Regions from separate parts of the Anas platyrhynchos genome. Here region 2 is linked to region 1. Evidence: chromatin contacts called from public Hi-C data. All regions are on one chromosome and are shown on one strand. The core of a region is the stretch at or near the end of the contact, and the rest is flanking DNA. Distances in the headings are between cores, read along the strand shown. Region 1 has its middle 10 kb from the start of USP24. Region 2 overlaps LOC106017510 (a long non-coding RNA gene).

The links. Hi-C and Micro-C count contacts between places; a contact is called where the count stands out from the background.
Region 2: a contact with region 1 is called in a Hi-C map of liver, with 2.9 times the contacts expected there. The contact joins two enhancer-like sites. A contact is called at or near these places in 3 of 8 Hi-C or Micro-C datasets (liver, skeletal muscle and subcutaneous adipose tissue).

What each region holds. Positions count from the first base shown.
Region 1 is chr8:34,568,383-34,575,863 of IASCAAS_PekinDuck_T2T, forward strand. No RefSeq gene overlaps it. Among named protein-coding and RNA genes, the nearest start is that of USP24, 10 kb to the left of the region's middle. Within about 2 kb of position 3,924, at least 3 of the 8 cell types and tissues checked have an H3K27ac peak or open chromatin away from gene starts, as enhancers often do. A contact at or near this core is called in subcutaneous adipose tissue, where this site is marked.
Region 2 is chr8:34,640,654-34,648,134 of IASCAAS_PekinDuck_T2T, forward strand. The region is part of intron 3 of LOC106017510 (a long non-coding RNA gene); the gene reads left to right. Among named protein-coding and RNA genes, the nearest start is that of USP24, 83 kb to the left of the region's middle. Within about 2 kb of position 4,453, at least 3 of the 8 cell types and tissues checked have an H3K27ac peak or open chromatin away from gene starts, as enhancers often do. A contact at or near this core is called in subcutaneous adipose tissue, where this site is marked.

The DNA.
Region 1 (7,481 bases), core at 2,674-5,173:
GAAGAATGGTGCTGTCTGTGCAGCGGGACTGATGAGACTTTGTTTTGCCTCTTTCACAGTGGGTTTCTTGTTAAGCTGACCATCCTGCCTGATGCTGGAGACGTCAGAGAGGCCAGACAGGAGAGACTCCCTTCCTGAGAACAGGGGGCTCTGCTGCCCAGCACAGCACAAGCGCCCAGCAGAGCTTTTCTAGTAGCTGACTCATTCGGACACGTGGCTTCCTTCCACACAGGTTTTCTGGTGCCCAGTAGCTGAGCTCACACCGCAGCCTCAGTTGCAGCCTCGCTGCATCGTTGAGGTTGACTCAACAAAATATATTGGGTAGCTTATTTTCATTATATCCGTCGGTGCTCAGTAGCTCTAAGACCTCTATTCGTGTGTCAAATTCGGCTGCAGATTGCAAATGGGTGAAGAAGTTATTGGGGCATGGGGCAGTAAGTGACAAAAACAGGCAGCACATTAGTTGAAACCATATTTGCTTAAAATCAGCTAAAACCCTAATAGTGTTGTAAGCAAGGCCAGTGGCAGCATCCGAGCCATTTCTGCTGGATCAGATGCCCTAGCAAAGCCTTCCTGACTTGTAGGATTTGGGGTAGAAAGTGGCACAAGAAACACGTGCCATCCCACAGCCCGTGGAGCAGTCAGTCCCTGCTGTCCTGCTGCGGCTCAGTTTCATCTGCATGGTCAAGAATGGGCCTTGCTGGGCTATGGGGTAGAGGATGTGCTCCCTACACCTTGGTCATGCACTACAGGGAGGGCTGTGGCTGTGGTATTTGTCTCCTGTGGGGTCTGCCAAGTGGCACAGCCCTAACACTGCGGGGTCCGACCACAGGTGGCTGATCTTAATACGGTTTAATAATGACAAATCGCTCTCCTTCCACTGGCCAGGTTGGCTGCATTTTATTTCTGTCTCAGAACCTCTCCTCTCTCCCACGTTGTGATCTGTGCAGAGCTGTGTGGTAAGTTAAAAGCTCTGTCTGGTGTGTGGGCAGGAGAAAGGCTACAGCCTGGTGCTGAAAACGCATGAGATGTGGTCCAGGCTCCCGGGGGAGAATGAGGCAGGGATTAGAGATGCAAGTCTTGTGCTGTGTTCATGAGACTTGCCAGCCTGTTTCCCAGATTCATGACTCCTGATCCTTCACTGTGTCTCAGGCCCAGCCCGCAGGCACTGGCTGTCCGTGTCCTGGGGCTTGTGCCAGACTTTAATTGTCTCTGTTGGTGTGATGGATGCTGGAAGGGAGGGCAGCCTGCAGAAGGGTGGCGTTTCACTGCTGCTGCTCTTGCTGGGAATTCCTTTATTGGAAGTTACTGGCATTTGCCCTCTTGTGAAACGTGTAGGTGCGCTATTTATAAATGCACAGATCCCACATCTCTAGCTCGTACTCACATTTAAGGATAATCCCCACAGTGAGGGGAGAATTTGTCCAGGACTGCAAAGCAGCTCAGTGGCAGAGTTGAAAATAATTCACGGAGATACAGCTACTTGCATTCATCACTTTTCTCCTGCAAAGTGCAATTTTCTTTGCTCTTTAAAGCATGGGGTTTCTTGTACAGCAAGATTAACCTAGCTGGATTTCCAGAATCTCTGATTGTCTTTTACCTTTTCACGCATGGATTTGCTGATGACCAGTAACAGGCAAGCTTCTAAGGCCGTCCTCAGTGGGAACACGATTCTTCTGCCTGACTTGCACTTTTCGTGAAGCCGAGGGCATTTAGCTACCTTTGAGGCCTGCACCCCACTGTTGGGTTGGCCAAAGGACCCAAGCAGAATGAGGCAGACATGGATGCTCCCCAAATGAGGAGCATGAGCCTAACTGCTGTAGAAACAAGAGTTTTTTTGCCTCTTTCACGGAGAATCTGACAGCTCCTGGCGTGCTGGCTGTATCTGCAGGACACACTGCCCTCTTTTGGCCCTATGTGGGCTCTGGAAATGAGCTGAGAAACTCGCTTTTCACATGTCCTTTCTGGGGCCTTGTGGGGGAATCTGATTTGTGATGGGATTTACAAAGTCAGGCAGCGTTACAGACTCTGTAGGCAATTCCAGGGACCTCATGAGAGGGTTTATGTGGAATTTCAGCATGAAATCAATTGTGAGAAAAATAACCTGCTACTGGTTTTATTATCTGCAACACAAGCAATGTAAGCATCTGCAGAAACCTGCTGTCTGGGTTCTTGAACACATGCTGGAAGACTTCCTCTAGTTTCCCTTGTAGATGAGAGTTTGATGTAAATGTTGCAAAATCGTCATTATGATATAAAAGTTTCAGGGAATTTCTGTTTCCAGATGTCATGGAGTTGTAGGAGAAATCCAGGAACAGAGAACTGGTTTGAAAGAGACATCTCTGCCTTGATCTCAGCGGTGCCCTTTGGGGTTATGCGGGCTCAGAACCTGTCCCTGGCTGCTGAATGAGTGATTTAGTGTGAAGCTGAGCTTTGAGCTGTGCAGTACTGGTATTTTAATACATGGGATGTGGGATTTTAATACATGGGATGTAATGGTTTCACGTCTGTACTTTCCTGCTACTTGTTGTGCTTGTGTGGATTATTTCATTCTGGCAGCGTCTGACATTGCTCACCCTTTTTAACGTCCTGGAGAACCTCATTAATCTTATCCGTTCCTTTTCTGGATAGGTGAAAATGCATCATACAGCAAGACGGGGGGACAAGGAACATTTAGTTGTTTTTCAGAGCGATTGTGTCTTTTTGTTTTGTCTTTTATCAAATGATGGTTGTCAGTAAGAAAACCCAGTGTGACTTGGAAGTGTGCGTTCCCACACGCTCTTGAAGAAGCAGCAGATGGAAATCGTGCTTGGGTCAGAGCGTCCCAGAACAGAGAGAGTCCCGGGGCTTCACATGTCGATGGATATCTCCTCATCTGTGGGAATGCACGTGGAGCCACAAAGCTAGGTCAAAAAATCAAAACAAAACAAAAAGATGCTGTGATCCCAAACATCTCACCTAGCTCATGCCTTGCACAAGGGCTCTGCTCTCAGCCAGGCTTTTGCTAAGATTCTGGGGAAATGTGTCAGCTTTAGGAACCCTCTGTCCTGGGGTGCAGGACACCCGCTGAGTGCTCTGCCAGGTGTTCCCTCTTTGAAATGGAAATAAATCAGCTCTGCTCCGCAGTGCCCCAGCCTGACAACTCACATCTGGCACGTGGGATCAGTGAGCAGGAGAGAAGCCCCGTGCCCATCTCAAGAGCTTGCTTTTTTATCTCAGGCCGTAGTCCACCCCTGGCATTTTCAGCCTGTGGACCACCAGAAGTCAGATTATGGTGGGAGGGTGGGTGGCAGGAGGGGGAACCTTCCCATGAAAATAAATCAGCACAGGTTTGCCTCCATGGGAAGAAATCTCCCTGCCTCTGGTCCTCCATCCCTCCTTTGGGGGGATGTAGATGCCACCACCGTGGTTTGTGTCATCTTTTTGGGGAGCACAGCGAACGCTCACATGTATCAGCGGCCTGCTTACTGTGTTGTTTTCCTTCGAACCGAAATAAAAAGGAAAAGCTGGCAAAACAGCCAAAGGGTTTTATTTTTTTATTTTTATTTTTTTATTTTTCCAATGCAAGAAGCTGGTTTTTGAAGCCATCCTTGGCTCGCCATCAGCAAGCTGCACGAAATGCTTTGACCCATAGCAGCTGGCCCTGGGCTGGTGGGGAGCAGCCTGGGCAAGCCCACGGGTACCCCGGGAAGTCAGGAGCAGGAGCGTGAGCAGGCACGGCAAGCATTTGCTCACGCTTCGGCTTGACCGAAAACATACCCTGACCCTAGAGCTGCAGGCAAGGTGAAAATGACTTCGCAACTGTTGTTTATCCACTTGGATTACTCACTCCTAATTAGAAGATGGGGAGACGTGCACCTTGTGTTGGTCTGGGCTGGCTGGGAAGGAAGGCAGGCTGTCTGCCACCAGGGGACACTGTAGGATCGCCTATAATCCACCTGCCCTGGGCTGGCCTTCGTGTTTTGGCTCAGCCTCCCTCCAGCAGCCTGTGTTGAGCTCCTTGTCCTTGGCACTCCTTGCTCTGGCACTTGGTTTCTTGGTTTCTTCTTGTTCCCTGCAACGCCGGCGAGGCGTTTGCCTGGGGTGATTTTATCGTGCAAGGTCACCGCAGTATTTTGGGTTTCTTTCTGTCTCTCCTTCCCTGAGGCAGGTAGCAGGCATGGCAGCTTCCTGGGAGCATGCAAGGACCCGCGTGGGCATGCAACGCTTGGCACGCGTGGGACAAGAGGCATAAGCCAGGCACAGCCTGTCCTGAAGTTTGGGAGTGCTCAGAATGGAGATTTGGGTTTGGAAGATTAAGTTCAGTCTGGATGCAGAGCACCCCAGTTCCCCAGGGTAAAAAATGTCCTCTGTTCTCCATAATAAAAGTGATATGTAAGGTTCATGGATTTTGAAGTTAGTGCCCTGATACTTTGTGCAATAAGAAAGACACATCATTACTTCCTTGAAATTAAAAATAAATAAATTGTTATCAGGTTGCTTTTTCAGTTGGAAAGAAAAATTCCTAAAGGAGCCTGAATAGGTGAGCGTGTGAGCGAGGCTGTTTCAACTCATAGAGGTTATGGGATGACTTTCCTTCTGGATGGGAAGCTCCCCTGCATTTTAGGATCCTCCATGGTACCAGGAATGTTCTGATCTGCAGCACTGCCTGAGGATCAAGGCAGGGGTGTTGTTATCATCTACCAACGTGTCCTTCAGTGCTAACTCACCTATTTAGAGGAAACACAGAGCTGTATCTCTCCTCGTCATTTTGCATAGCTGCCTTGCATTCAAAAAGTGTAGTGCAGCTGAGAGTCTGGCCTGTGGTGCACACACAGGGCTTTCTTTTGTGCAGCGCTGTTTCAGGAAACAACTTCACCAAGAGCTCATACCGCTCTGGACAGAAAGCTCGCATTTGTGTTTAAACCATTTAAAAAAGGGGACAGCAATTTTTGAAGCGAACAGTAAAAATGGGCTGGCAGTCAAGCGATGTTTAAGGACACTGCAGTGTAGGCAGTGATCCCTTGCAGTACGTCAGGAGGCAGCAGTCTGTGTTCACTACGTTACAGTGAGCAGCAAACGCCTGCGTTTCAGCCAGGCCATCCCGTGCTGATTATGATTGATTGGAATTCCAGGGAAGACTCAAATTCAGTGTGACTCCTCAAAGGGGGGTCACGAAGGGGGATAAGTATGCGGGGATGATAATAATAATTCATTCATGCCTTCTATTCTTTATGGTGCCTTGTCCCCTGTGATAGCAGAAGCATTTCTGTAATCTAGAGTGTGTCGGAGTGTTCTTGGAACCCTTCTTTCCTGAGGAGTATTCTCTTTGGGAGACTGCTTCAGCTCACTGCGAATGACAGAGCCCCAGATTTCATGTGTGTATGTAGCCTGGGAACTGATGGAGAGAGAAAGAAGGTGCAGAAACTCCTAAGAGAAATCTCCGTGCTCCCCAACATCCCACATTGCTTCCTGAAGTGGCCAAGGAGCAAGGCAGGGCTTCCTGGTTCCCATGGAGGCATGGAAGAGTCTTCATGCCACCCAGGTTTAGGCCAAGTTTTGGAAAAAAACAGGTTCTTCCTACAGCTGAAGGAGAAAAATATTCTGACACGAGAACGGGGGCCAGCATTTCACTGCCATCTCATACCCAGAGAGCAAACATGTGGCAAGAGTGGACATGCTTGCATTTTTGGTGAATTACCCAGAGCCTCATCATCTTGCTATTGATGCAGGGAGACAGCAAGGTCCTGATCTAACACAGCCTGCCAAAACAAAAGGTAAACCTGTAAGTTTTTTTACTGCAGAGTGAATTTCTGGTGGATCTTCACTTTTACGTCATTGGGCTCTGGCTTTTTTGACCCGATAGTAGGCGTCCTAAAGCTGGGTTTACTGTTTCAAAGAACCATGTCTTGCACTGCTCCCATTTGGATTATTTTCTACAGAGTGTTTTTACTCCATCAGCTCCTTGGTTGATTGGATTCCTAAGCTGAGCATGAAAATTAGGAGTCAGAAGTGGTCTGAATGCACTCTTCTGCCCCTGCATTCTCTCTGGTATAGCGGGGATAGCCAGGAGGAAGTGTGGGGTTTTGCCAGTGGAAGGCTGAGGTCTGAATCTAGTTTGGGGTCCACTGATTTCAGAGGATTTCCTCTGGCATTGAATCAGTCCTTGATCCTGGCAGGATCATACACCTGCTAATAAGGCTGGTCTGGAGATAAACCTCTGGAGCATCAGCTTAGGGTTAGTAACATGTTGTGGAGCAAGCCCCTACCCCCCTTTTTTAAGTCATGCTTTTTGTCTGAGTTTACCTCTTGTAAACATGCTCAATATAGACGAAAGGGGAGACCAGGGCCTCGTGGCTGGGATCTGGTGCTGAGAAGAGCAAGACACCAGTGGTCTGCTTTCATGGAGAGAGCATGTAGGAGCACAGGCTCTTGTGCCTCAGTTTCCCCCTTTGCAAAGTGGGTGACAATTTGCAAGATGCCTCCTGCAGGGTGGCAGTGGAGTCTCCCCGTCCCGCCGGGCCCCTGCAGCTCAGCTCCTGCAGTAAGATGTGATTTAAATTATTTAGGGTGTTGTCATGTGATCAGAACTGATGGAGTTCCTGTGGCTTAACAAGTTGCCATCTGTTATCAGCCCCATTATGAATTATGCATTAGCTTAAATCAAAGCTGAAGCCAAAACAGTTCAAGCAAAGTCCTCATCCCAGTGATATCGTAAATCTGTCCGTAGAGCTGTTCGTGCTGGAGCCAAAGCTCTGCAGCCGTGTGACAGAGCATGCTGGGCCAGCACAAGCTCTCTGCTGGTTCAAACCATGCTGGTAGAGCCGTGTGGCAGGGTTTATGCTGGGCCAGGTGTGCTCTGCCGTCCTGGTGTAGGCTCGTCGTGATGGTGAGAATTCCACGGCTTGTGTCCTGGCTCAGTCGGCAGAAACGAGACCGTGGGCCCGCGCCACAGAGGCCCAAAGGCCTTGAGGTCGTTTGGCCATGGAAGTGCTGCTGAAGAAGGCATGGTGACCACGTAGTGAGTTACCAGCTAACTCTGCACGAGGCTACGTGAAGCTGCTGGCCCTGGAAGTGCCGTGAGCCCTACACATGCAGGCAGAGATGTCAGAGTGGCTGTTTGCAGTGGGACGCTCCCAGCCCACCTCAGACGTTCACCCCAGTCCTCAGGCCTGGGAGCAGTGCGGCATCAGGGCACAATCCCCTCATGTCCCATCATCTCCTGAGCCAATCTCACAGGCCAGGCTCTCTTGGCCTGTGATCTACGAAGGTGAGGTGTCTAGGGGCAGGCCTGGCTGTGCCTGCTCTTCTGGAGCTGCCTGAATTCCCGTGTGCATGCTGGGCAGCGCACTGGGTCAGCACCGTGGCTCTGATGCCGAAGCAGGCTGCTCGGTAGCCTGTCAAAGAAACATTTCTCTCTGGGAACAGGCAGCGGAGATTACTGTGCCTAAATCAGGACTTCATTGGTGAATGTGCTTAGCAGGGAAGGCAGAAAATTCGTG
Region 2 (7,481 bases), core at 3,203-5,702, 73 kb after region 1:
CAGCTTTTGTTCTCCTTCAGACCCCAGGAAAAAAAATCAGTGGAATTAAGCAGAGCATCTGATAAGCCTTTGGGTGTTGCCACAGCCTAACCAAAAACGACCCTCAGCCCTGCTCTGTCTGTGAAGAGGTGCATTTCAAATGTTTTATAGAAGTCATTTTTATACAACTCCACCGATTTAATTCACTTTCATCCTAACGGATATTTCTATTTAAGAGAGTACTGGTGATGCTGAGTAGGTACAGAGTGTTTTGGAACTGGAGGAAGTTCTTTAGCGTATAAAAATCTTATTAAACCTTAGCACACATCTCTGCGAGCTAAATGTCCATGTCCTAAGATCTGAAAAAACATCTAGGGAAGGATATTATATTCAATAAATCATATGGAACTATTTATCAGCAATCACTTCTTTAACTTTTCCACAGTCTTCAGTTTCAAAGTGCATTTTGAAGTGACTGAAGTTTGTACAGAGCAGTTTATTTAAAAAAATTATTTTAGGAAAATTACCTCAGGGTTGATTGCGTATTTATGAAGGGTTTCTCTTTTCTTTCTTTTTTTTTTCTTCTTTTTCTTTTTCTTTTTTTTTTTTTTTTATTAAATATTAACATAATGCAAGAAAATGGCTTTATTAAGAACAGTGGAAAATGTGTAAGGAAACAGACAAGATTTTGTGGCAGACAGTCTGCAGTGGGAAAGGTTTTGCTTGTCATGCACTCACAAACAACAAAGTCAGTGGAAAGACCTCGAGTTCCATGGGCTTTGGGTTAGGCTCTTTACCAGTGGGGGATTGTTCACTGCAGAACCTCGAGATGTTTCTGGTTATGTCTGCAGCCTCCTCAGTGAATGTATTTAGATTTTATTTTGTACTTTTTTTTTTTTTTTTTCCTGTCATTATCACTGATTATTTTTATTATCCCATTTGAGCCCTGCCTCATCTCCTTGCTTACTTCCTCCTTAACCTGAACAGAGTTCTGATTTTCAGTTACAAATGAAATTAAGATGCTCAGGATAAAAACAAACAAATGCTTTTACCCTCCAGCAATCATTGCATGATCTCTTGCAAATCCATGTTGGCCACTTTATGCTCCTGACATCATTCATTCCTGGAGCAATTACGGTCTGCTGTAGTTTAATTATGGTGTCTTTCAGTACACAACACAGCATGGTGCTAAGTAATGCAATCACTGAGCGATTACATTTTCTAAATCATGAAATAAATCTGATTGTGAGTGTGTGGTGTGCAGTTTACAGTCAACTGGATGACGACTTCTTCCAGTGCAGTCAGCCTCTTTCATGATGAGCCCATAGGTTGGAGTAGAACAAACTTTTGGCTGTCAATTGTTGTGGGCTTTATGGATTATTATTATATATATATTTTTTGGTGATTGAAACTCAGTGTTTTCAAAATATTTGGCATCTGTCTGAACCGTAGTGGTACTCTAAGGGCTTAGCTCGGGGTCTCCAGCAACAAGATGAAGTAAGAAGGCTCCATGAGCTGGCAGTGGCCACGTTCCCAGAAGGTTGGCCTCATCTCACAGCCTCAGTTAAGAGGTGTTTGAAATCTGCTGGCTGTCCTACGAGCTGGGAGAGTGGGAAGGGAGCAGGGAAGAAGTGGCTGCTGTGGTCAATGCACACGTGGGGCAGGAGCTCCGGCTGTGCTGGGAAGTCAAGGTGCTGTTTGGATCCAGGCAGACAGGAGGACCCTTTCCCAAGCATCCCTGACTGTTGAAAGGGAAGTTGTTTGCAGTCACGCAGTCACTTGGAATGGATTAAGTAGACAAAATAGGAATGTTTGAATAAAGTAGTAGCCACAGCTCTTGTGTAGACAGTAAACAATGGTTTATTGACAGTAAACTCTTGCTGTTATGGTAAAATGTCTTGAATCACTTATTTCTTGAAAGACTCAGGCAGGGTGTCTTTGGTCACTCGCACATGTTTTGTACTTTATCACAAATCAAAACATCCTGATTTCCAGGCTCTGGAACACATTACTTGTCCACGCTTTCCCTGTTTGAATAGAAGGTGGCAATCCCAGCTGTGCACTCGTCAAGGCTGTTTTTAGGTAGCATCTAAGAGTTAGGAACAAGCTGTGGATAGATGAGACCCTAGGATTTGTGCAGCAGAAAAACATCCTCGGACTGGGCTTGGCAGAAGGGAGTTGTGCTGATGGATAGCTCTTCTTAGTATCCTTCTGCTTAGGCTTTGCTGTGTTTGCTGTCAAGGAAAACCGTGTTTTATCGCTCAGGCAGGAGCCTCCAGTCTCTCATGTGGTCTGGTTTAGCTTCCACGGCTTGAGGAGCCTCCTCGAATGTCTCCATTGCATCTTGACCCTGCAAAGGAGATGCTGCCTGAGTCCCTTAGCACTGGGAACATCTTCTGAGACCGGGTTGTCTCTGGTCTGGAAACTGCCACTCAGGTTCAAGAAGGCCACTGCTGGCCTGCTGGGTTCTGAGGAGAGCTCAGTGTGGCTGTCACCTCCCATGAGCTGCAGAGTTTGAAATAAAAACCTTGAACGACCCTTACACCGGATACTGCACTGGGCAGAGGGGACTGGTCAGATGGCTGCAGGACAGAGTTATCAGCTGATATCCACGGGCTCCTCACAGGAGGCATCCCCAGCTAGGGCTGTAGCCATGTACCATCATCAAAAGCACATCTCATCTGCATCTGTCTCAGGCAAGATGCAAGAGAATTAAGGGAAATTAAGGGAAAACTATCAAAAAGGGAAAGAAGCTGTGATTGCCTCATATATTTTCCTATATATTCTTCCTACCGAGGAACAAATCCCTCAGCAAATCTTGTCCTGAACAGCTCAAGGCCTCGACCGGTCTCTTCAAAACTCCTTCTTGCAGCCTTCAGCATCCAGAGGACTCAAGCCCACGATACTTCCAGATTTCTTTTTCCAGTGAGGGACTTGTTGTGACCCTCTCCCAAGGGCCCTGGCCTCAGGAGGTGAAGATTGCTGGGCCTTATGTCAGCTGTATCCGAAGTGGGTTTTGTTGAACGGCCTCCGCTGCTGTTTATATTTTGTAATGCGCTGCGGCTGGCTTTTGTTGCCATTAAAACTTCATTTGTTTGGAGGATCTTTTCAACAAACTGAAATCCAATAAATCACGAGTAAAATATTTATTATTTCAACGGGATAAGAAGGGGAGGGAGGAGTGGACAAATTTGTATTCCTTCATCAGCATGTTAAATGGGAGACCGTGGGGACACGTTAGCCACAGGAGCCTGTCCCCAGAAGAGCGATTAGTTGGCTGGACAGGGCCAGCTGAGTGACAGCTTCAGTTTGGGAAGCAGACACGGAGCAGAAATACTCGGAGTGCTCCAGCTTTAGCCTGTCTACCCATGTAATCACATCCACAGATGATGGTAGGGAGCTCAGGGCTTCTGGATTAAAACTGTCAAAAATACAAGCCTCTAATGCTCGAGCTGGAAATTCTGGGCTAATAAACTGGTCCCCGTTATGTTGGTGGCAAAGCTGCTATTGTCTGAGGTTACACTCCAGGTCTGCTTTAGTTCACAGGCAGTAGCAGGCTCCACACTCCTCGTCCTGCTGTAGGGGATGGAGCACTAGCTTGTGGCAGGACAAATGACACAGAGATCTGGAGCAGGACATGGAAAATGTCATCACCGGCATCATCACATTAGAGCTGCGTGGCTTTTTTTGTTTGTTGAACAGCGAACTCAATTAAAACTGGTGTGGGATTTAGAGCTGTTCGTGCACTTTTGCGTTCAGCCCGTGGCTCTGGCTGAGAAGGCAGAGGCACAGAGGGGAAAGTCAGTCTGATTTCAACATCTAACACACAGAATGTGTTGCCTATTCACTTGGAAATGATGCTTATTTTTTAAAGTGGCTTTTTTCAATGCCAGAGACACCAAATAATTTACTTTTGAGCTGACCTGAACAGAAATGGTTCTGAAATCTTTCCATGGGACTAAGGCAAAATTTGTGTGTCATCTACTGGGAAATTCTGAGCGCAGGTGTGAAGCGTGGATCTGAACATTTATAGCTTGTATATTTGGATGTAGCAGGCTCTGTAATAAATTGGATACCTATATCTAATATTTCTATGGAGAAGTGCTACAGCTATGACAGAATCTGTCTTTTCAGCAAGGAAAATGTCTTTCTGTGCCTGTAAAACAGACCCTGGCTGGAACCAGCTCCAAAATACACTAGCAGAGAGCTGCCCTGCAGTTTTTCACATTAAATCCCATTCCCTCAACCTGTTCTGCTGCACCATAGCTTCTACCCCACACAGTCCCGAAAGCCATCTCCTTCACTGCTAAGGCCTCTAGATGCTACTATAATACCATAAAAATGTAGAATCGTAGATAAAATAAGTTAGTGTCCCATCTGTTAAAAACAGGACGTGCGGCAACCCTTCCCAGTGAGTCATCTGTTCAGCATTCTCAAGTCTTTGAGACCTCTGCACTCACCAGGGAGCTCTGACATTTACCAATGTTATCTTTCTTATTTCAGTTTTGGCACCTTCTTCCTTTCCTCAGAGACTGTACTGGGCAGAAACCACGTGAAATGAGCAGCAGACATCATCTGTCATTTTTCTGAAAGGTTACTGGGCTTAAGTGTGTTGTTTGGCCGCAGATGGTGGTAACTTCACCAGAAAAACAACGAAAAAAATACAGTGAAAAAAAATGTTAACTGGGCGGGATTTTACTTGAGGGGTCCATTTGTTGAAAGGAAAGAGTAATCCTTATTCATACTGACTTTTGGGATGACTAAACCCTCAAGAAGCAGATCAGAAAACGTTACAAAATGCTTTTCCTACTATCATTTGCAGTGAATCAGCACTAAAGGAGTCACCCCGTTGGCAGCATTCCCATCGGGGTCAACGGAGCCAGGGTTTCACCCCTGGCAGTCCTGCACGGCAGGAGGGGCTCGCCGGCAGCCTGCATCCATCCGCTTTCACTTCTGTGGGCAGCTGTGAGTCCACTTGCCGTGTTTCATAACACAGGAACAACGAGGTTATTCAATGAACACGCAGGAGGAAGAGTTTTAAAGCAGGTCAGTGTAAATACTTGCTGCACAATAGTGTCAACACCTGGCTTTTTATCCCTGGTAGGTGTCAAAGTACTGCACAGGAGTGGTCAGCACCGGTATCTCCGTTTAGCAAAGAGACAAAGAAAGGCAGCACTACCTGTTCCAGGTCACCAGCCAGGCAGACAATGGCAGAGACAGAGTGGAAAACATCCCCCTGCACTACGCAGTGGCTTCTGGTAAAAATCAAATTGCCTTTACGTTAGGGAGCTCATTGCTCCAGGGCAGCGTGACACCAAGAGCTCAGGGGCTTTGCGTGGAGAACAAGCACACAACACCGGCAGCTTTAAAGAAGAGCTCGGATCAGGCAGCAGCTCCTGGTGTTGTACGGATCTGTCTGATGCCAGAGAACAAGAGGATTTTGTTTTAATGATGCTGCAGGGTGCAGGGGTGGTTTGTGGCAGTCAGGGTGTGCTTGAAATCCCTGCTGGCTGTCTCGAGAGGTCAGTGGTCCGCGTAGAAGGGGAGCTGTCATTTGGCAAGTCTGCTCCGATTGAGGTGAGCAAAGGTGTTGTGGGCTGCCACCAGAGATATTTGCACACAAGGGTACAAAACGACCCCGTTTTCCTGGAGTTACCCAGAAATAAGCAACAGAAGGAAGCCCATGATAAGCATTCTCGTGGGGTCTCATGGCCCACCCAAAAAAATCAGCCAGCACTCGATACCTTGCACCTCTGTGAACCAGGTCTGAGGCCGTACCTTCAGGTGCATTCAGGGAGGCTTCACCAACATCCAGGGCTGGTCACGCAGCGAGGGTGATGCTTGTTCTCCGGCTGAGCTGCTGTCCCTGCTCCCACCTCTCTTTGAGGGGAAGGAGCCCCCAGCAGCCCGTTAACCCCTTCCAGACTCACATGGGTGTGCACATGTGGTTTTTCGTGGCATAATTCTTGGCAAGAGGCGCGACCGTAATATTGCTGTTGGACCTACGTGCGTGTCTGTTGTTCATCATGTGTAAATTAGATGGACTACCCTGAGCTGGAGAGAGAGAAGCTAATGATTGCCATATTGTTTCCAGCACTCGTCAAGCAAGAGAGGCTGTTTGAACTTTCCCCCAAAGACGCTTCTGCCTCTTGCAGTGATTTTCAGGTTTTGGGTTTCTACCTTGCTGGAATCCTTTTCCGAGGTGACTGATTTCGTAATGATGCTTTTGTTACCTTCTCCTCCCCAGGGGAGTGGGTGAGCAGGGAGGGGAGGAGAGGGACGGGACAGGGAGAAGGAGCTTTTCAAAACTAACTCCATCTGCAGCAGTAAAAGGCGTGATAGCTGCTTCTCTTCCTCTCTCCTCTGGTTTCCAGCAAATTCCCATGTGCTTTCAGATATTTCATTATGTATTGCTTTCAATTCCTCCTCAATGCACATATTGACATGTTTCTTTCCTGTCTATTTCTGTCCTCCCCTACCCAGTAAAATGATCCCAGTAGGAAGGCGCAGGTCCAAATAGAAGGTGGAAGGGAGGAAAGCATCTTTCCCCAGTGCTAGGAGCGGACTGATGGATAGCATGTGAATCTGAGGCAGAGATCCTCTCTGGGGTAGAGATCTTAGCCTTGTTCTTAGTGTAAGGGCAGGCAAGAAGCTGGAAGTGAGAGTAGTGACTGTGTCTGGGAGGTGTGACTAGTCGTGGTGCTTGTCTTTTCCCAATAATCAGGAGATAAAAGCTGCAGCAGGCATTGCTTTCATCCCACAGGGTATTTCAGGGGCTGTGCTTTGTGAAGCACAAAGTCTTTTGGGAAAGACTGTCACCCACTACAACTGGTGATTAGAGCTGACTGTGATCAGGGCTGACCTCGATGTTCCTTTTGAAACGTGAACCCAGGTGCACCTTGCCGCATGACCTTGACGTGGACAGTACAAAAAAACCAGCAGAAAAAGGAAAAAATCTCCCATCTTGTTTGGATTGTCAGTAGTAAGTGAGAGGGAATGGAAAAGGCTTTCCTTGCTGGCAGGATGATCCCACCAGCGTGTTGGCTGGCTGGGTAGCTGGTGCTGTTGCAGGTTTAGAGGGATTTGGGAGTCTCCTTAAGATTGTCTACTGGCTGCTGGCTGCTAGAGTTTTCTCTCAAATATCTCATTTGAGCAACGATAGGGCAGGATCCTGAAAATACTGCTAGAAGTTCCTAGGAAGGTTTGGTTCAAAACAGAAAATCACAGACATCCCTCCTGCCTTCAAGTGCATCAAATTAGCAATTAACTCAATGGGAGGGTCCTTTAGTTTGCACAATATGGAAAGCATTCTCAGGAGAGAAATGTTGGGGGACAGGATCATGAAAGCCGAGGCTTTATGTGAAGGGTGCCATATAAGCACCAGTATCCTGTTCCTCCAAGAAGCTTCTGAAATAAAGGAGGTTGCAGCAGAGCTACCACTGTGAACGTTTCAGCAAGGACCTCTGTCCTTTAAATCGCAGAGCATTTTGAAACTTGTCACA